Regions from separate parts of the Danio rerio genome. Here region 1 is linked to region 2. Evidence: chromatin contacts called from public Hi-C data. All regions are on one chromosome and are shown on one strand. The core of a region is the stretch at or near the end of the contact, and the rest is flanking DNA. Distances in the headings are between cores, read along the strand shown. Region 1 holds the start of setd4 (SET domain containing 4). Region 2 overlaps pdxkb (pyridoxal (pyridoxine, vitamin B6) kinase b).

Evidence for each region. Hi-C and Micro-C count contacts between places; a contact is called where the count stands out from the background.
Region 1: a contact with region 2 is called in a Hi-C map of hematopoietic stem cells, with 3 times the contacts expected there. The contact joins the promoter of setd4 here to the enhancer-like site in region 2. A contact is called at or near these places in 3 of 18 Hi-C or Micro-C datasets (caudal fin, embryo and hematopoietic stem cells).

What each region holds. Positions count from the first base shown.
Region 1 is chr1:50,420,222-50,422,921 of GRCz12tu, forward strand. setd4 (SET domain containing 4) reads right to left here and starts at 1,302. Exons shown (of 10, transcript NM_001045562.1): 1 at 984-1,302; 2 at 788-883; 3 at 647-684; 4 at 471-559. The coding sequence starts at 1,059.
Region 2 is chr1:50,202,023-50,204,844 of GRCz12tu, forward strand. It overlaps pdxkb (pyridoxal (pyridoxine, vitamin B6) kinase b), which reads right to left. Exons shown (of 11, transcript NM_001145586.1): 5 at 1,540-1,574; 6 at 1,364-1,449; 7 at 1,142-1,187; 8 at 1-37. Among named protein-coding and RNA genes, the nearest start is that of agpat3, 21 kb to the left of the region's middle. Within about 2 kb of position 1,314, at least 5 of the 62 cell types and tissues checked have an H3K27ac peak or open chromatin away from gene starts, as enhancers often do.

The sequences.
Region 1 (2,700 bases), core at 52-2,551, 220 kb after region 2:
AGTAAAAAATCTTGTCAGGAAAGTTTAGAGCAAAAATAATTCATTTTATATACGGGGTGAATTGTAGGCATGGGACGATAACTGGCTAAACCATTTCTAAGATATGTATATGATTTACGTTTTAACGTTTGGTTTGTTTGTTTGTTAAGACAACATTATCTCCAGCAGAAAAGATATATAAAGATGTGTTTTAAACTGTAAAGAAATCTGTGTTTTTAAAACAAATGAAGGCAGCAGAAGTAAATGATTCATTGGAATGATATAAAATGTTAAACATTTAAATGTTTCTCAAAATAAAACGTGTTCAAAGGGGAAAAAGTTTTAGTTTTTTTACTCAGATATTTAAAAAAAACTTTTTTTATTGAAGTAACCACAATAGCATGAAACTGAGATTTTTTTATCCAACGTTATCATCCCATCAGAATCTTATACAGGCCCATGCCTAGTGAATTGTCAACTAATTGAAATACCTTTTTATGTAATCAGCCATGTAGCTCTTCAGAACCGTGCTGGTGGTTAGTAGGCATTCCTCAGGTAAAGAAATCAAGGAGTTTTTGGCCTGCAAAAATGATAAAAAAATACATATTTAATAAGGTTTCACATATTTGAAACAAAGTATTGACATATTACTATATCCAACAGTTACCTTGATAGTTTGTGTAGACATTAGCCCCCTGCCAGTATCTGAGGGAAACAGGTTAACTTAAGTATAATATGAGTGGATGGATGGATGGATGGATGGATGGATGGATGGATAGATAAAGTACAATATAAAGTGGTTACTTGCCATGGAAGTTGACAGGAATGAGACTCTGTGAGGTGAATCCTCTTTCATTAAGCCATCTTCTCAAAAGAACAAACTGAGCTTCGTGAGATAAAGTAACTGCAGGAGCAAATGTAAATAATACAGTTTTTTAACGTGTATCATAGTTTACACCATACTGTAATGTTATAGCGGTAAACAGACGTTAACGTTAAGTTACCTATGGAAAAATCCTCGTGTTTTTTCCGTCGTTTTTTCCTCGCTCGTCTCCCAGCACGGCACCTAGTTTTATTCATCTTCAGCGGTCCACATAACCGCGCGAGCTGAAACTTGTTTTAGTTGTAAAACTATAATAAAGTGAACTAGGAAACAAAAACAAAAATTCACATGGCCAAAACACAGCCGGGTCACGTGATAAAGTTCACCTTACGTCGAACCAATAGGAATATCGTATTTGCTAGAAAGGATACAGCTGCGGCCGGAAGTAAATGAGAAACAGTTGTAACAATTCTTACAACGTCTACACCCCCAGCAGCTTCACCTTACTTTCTACCATGTATATTTTTATATAACTCTCTACACCAGGGGAGGCCAATCCTGTTCCTGAAGAGCTACCTTCCTGCAGATTTCAGTTGCTACCCATATCAAACACACCTGTATCAATTAATTAGGACCTGAACACCATGTGATAATTACAGGCAGGTGTGTTTGATTTGGGTTGCAACTGAAATCTGCAGGAAGGTGGCTCTCCAGGAAGAGGATTGGCCACCCCTGCTCTACACCTACCCCAACCATCGATCACAGTAACGTAAAACAGTAACGTTAATTATACCGAGAATTATTAATATTACCCTTGTTAAAAAATCTATAGGATCTTAAAGGATTCCTAAAATTCTAATAGAGATTCTGAATTTTTCTTATAGGATTTTCACTTTGTGCTATGTAGGACTTTAAATCCTTTGGGACATTATGACTTAATGTATTGAAATTTCCTCTTTGTCTTCAGGATCTGAATTAGATTTGTCGAATTATTAGACTGTGATTAGATTGTGTGTTTTAATGGAATTTCACTTTTTTTCTATAGGATATTTTTGATTCTGTCAATTAATTATTGTGTAGATGGATGTTTTTTTTTCGAAGACCTTAGATTTTTCTTAGTTTAATGATTATAATATGAACATATACAAATTACAATGTAATAAACATTTCAGTAAACATATATTATAAATAAACATTTTAAATTAATATTTATTAAATTATCCATTGAATTTTATTAACGTCTAACCCCACCCCAACCCTCAATGTTCATTCATTCATTTTCTTTTGGGCTTAGCCCCTTTATTAGTCTGGGGTCGCCACAGCGTAATGAACCACCAACTTTACCAGTACATGTTTTACACAGGGGATGCCCTTCCAGCTGCAACCCATCACTGGGAAACATCCATACACACTCATTCACATATGATGTGGCGACCCCTGATGAATAAGGGACTAAGCTGAAGGAAAATGGATGAAAATAGATGAAAGATCTTGTGAACCCGGTAACCCCTGACTGCTATTGGATTTGTTTTTCCTACTACAGATGCTTATGTTTATCGAGGTTATCTGACATTTAAAAAAAAAAAACTAAGAAACTCATAGGCTTGAAACACTTAGTAACAGACAGAAACACTTTTTGGGTGAACATTCCTTTTAACCACAGACGTAAATACTATTGCTATTAATGTTACAAAGGTTATGATTATGGTTAGAATCCGCCCAATCTAGCACTGACGACGGATCTATAGGCCTGTGATTTTATCAGCTTTTAGCATGTAAACAAGTTACCAATACAGCAAACAGGAGTCACTAGGAAATGTTTAAAGTGTCAAGTGAATTGAGTGAAATGTTGTAGGCTAGTACAGGCTACCAGAAGGGTTTAAGGAGGTCTTACAGCA
Region 2 (2,822 bases), core at 64-2,563:
CAGTGTCTGGGCCCATTTTATGCAGTAGATCCATCACCTGAACACAAACATTATTATTCTTGTTAATAATAATAATAATTGCTTAATATTAATATGCAATAAATGGATAAAAATATATTTTTTTTATTATTATTCATATTACTACTACTACTACAACACATACTAGATACAGTAATAATAAACAAATTCAAAACGTCAGTATTATTATTAACATTATTATTGCTATTATTATTAATTAAAAGCATGATATACTGAATAATAGTAGTGCAGAACTATTAGAAATAATACTGTTATGTTTTATATTACAACTAATATAATAAATGATAATAATAACCCTCATAATCATATCATCATGATCAACAAGCAGTTTTTTATATAAAAAAATATTGTATTAATTTTATATTTTGAAAAAGTTGTATTAGTTGGCGACATGGTGGCGCAGTGGGTAGCACTCTCGCCTCACAGCAAGAAGGTCGCTGGTTCGAGCCTTGGCTGGGTCAGTTGGCATGTCTGTGTGGAGTTAGCATGTTCTCCCCATGTTCATGAGAATTTATGGTCGTTTCCCAGTGATGGGTTGCAACTTGGAAGGGCATCGGCTGCATAAAACATATGCCGGATAGGTTGGCGGTTCATTCCGCTGTGGCGACCCCTAATAATTAAGGGACTAAGCCGAAAAGAAAATGAATGAATAAATGAAAACTTTTATTTATAACGGTAACGATAGTAATGATAACAATAGAAATTTGTACTATTAGTGATGATTCAAAATACCAATTGTTTATATATATATATATGTTATAAATACATGATTGTTAAATAATACATAATAAAAAAAAATCTAAAGTTTGAAAATTAATTTTATTATTAAAATAATATTACTACAATCAAATAACATTTTATAGCATTAATATGGCTATTTATATTTAATATTAATTTCATAAAAATAGTTTGAAAACATTATTCTTAATGTTAATAACAGCAAATGATAAAAAATTATGTAAAAAATAATTATATAACATGATATCCAACATTAAAATGAAAAGGATTTGTGTATAATTTGTATTCACAATTTCTTTTCTGCTTCCGTCCTTTCTATAAACCGACTTTCAGAGTCATTCCTCATTCATGCATTCAATCTCACCTCAACAGCATCTTTCTCTGTGCTAATATTCTTCCCTGTCAGCAGCCTACAAAGAACACAAAGAGTTCAGAAAATGTCTAGAAAAAATATATAAAATGATTTGCACGTACAACCTCAGCTGACCACCAGATGGCACTCCAGTACCACTCATCTATCAGCAAAAGCCAGCGGTTTGACATTTGCAGCACTGAATCATCCAATCACAAGAGCTTTTCTACTCACTCGGCCTCAAACTGGTTGGGTGTGATGATGTCGGCCACCGGGACCACTTTATTCTTGTACACGGGATGGAGATTCTGAGGAACATACTGCAAGAGGACAATGGGTAAAGCTATATTAAAATCTCATTCCGAATGCTGAAGGAAGAAATAAGAGGGAAAAAATGAAGGAGAGCTTACCATTGACCCATGATCACCTAAGACAGGGTCACAAACTGACAAGAAGAACAGAAGAAAGCTAGTTACACTTTAATCTGCAAGTGTTAACGTACAGTCCTGAACTGTTCAAACTACTTCACTGTTTCAGAGAAAAGTCTCTTTAGCTCAGCAGGGCTACATTTATTTATGTTAGGAATAATAAAGCTTTAATAGTGTAAAAACGCTTGCTATTGAAAATAAATATAAAATTAATTCAAATTAACAAGTAAAGCTTTGTTTTCGGCATCATTTTTCCCTTAGCATCACCAGATCTGTCAGAAATTATTCTAATGTGCTCATTTGGTGTTCATTAATATTAATGTCATGCTTGTGCTGGATAATTTATATATACATATATATTACTTTTAATCAACCAGCAAGGTTTTTTTTGACTGGAAATGACACAGGTTTTTCCAAAAAGACAATAAGACGATGTACATGATGCAACATTGTGAGGAAAAAAATGTTTATATTTTAATAAAAGTGGCTTGTCCAAAACTCTTCATATCCTTCTCAATATAGAATAGAGAAGGGTTTATTTCCTATTACAGCAATCAAATGCTTGCTATAATGTCTATAATGTCTTGTTTTACTTGTCTACACTGTTATTTTTGCTCATTCGTCTTTAGTGATGAGTAGGCCCAGACAGAATCTGCGAGCGCAGAATTCCACAGATTTTCCGCAGATTTTTAGCCCATCATTAATTCAGTTTATTTACTTGAGTAAATGTCTTTAGATATATATTTATTTAGTTTTTAAATTATTTACAGTCATATTATTGACTAATATGAAAATGTTCATCTGATTTATTAGATCTTTTAGTAGATGTATGAGAGACCTGCTTTGTTTACCAAATAAAGTAAATCTAATTGGGTTTGCATTTTAAACAATGAATAAAAGTTACAAATGTATTATTTTTTATTTCACATATTAAGGTTTTAGTTATGATACTACCAAAATAATTCCGCAGAAATCTGCAGATTTTTACTAGAATTCTCTGTAGAAATAGCAAAAAACATCCGCAGATTGCGTCTGGCCCTGGCGATGAGCTCCAACCCTTTTAGATGGAAGGTCTCCTTGCCGTCACCCTGATCTTTAGTTCCCTCCTCAGATTCTCAATTGGATTTATGTCAGGACTCTGGCTGGGCCACTCGAAAATGTTAATATTTGATGAAGCGTTAATGAATCTTATGTTAAAGTAACTTTAAGTCAGAATTTGCCAGAGGTTTGACTGTATATACATATACAGTATTTAAATTGAAGAT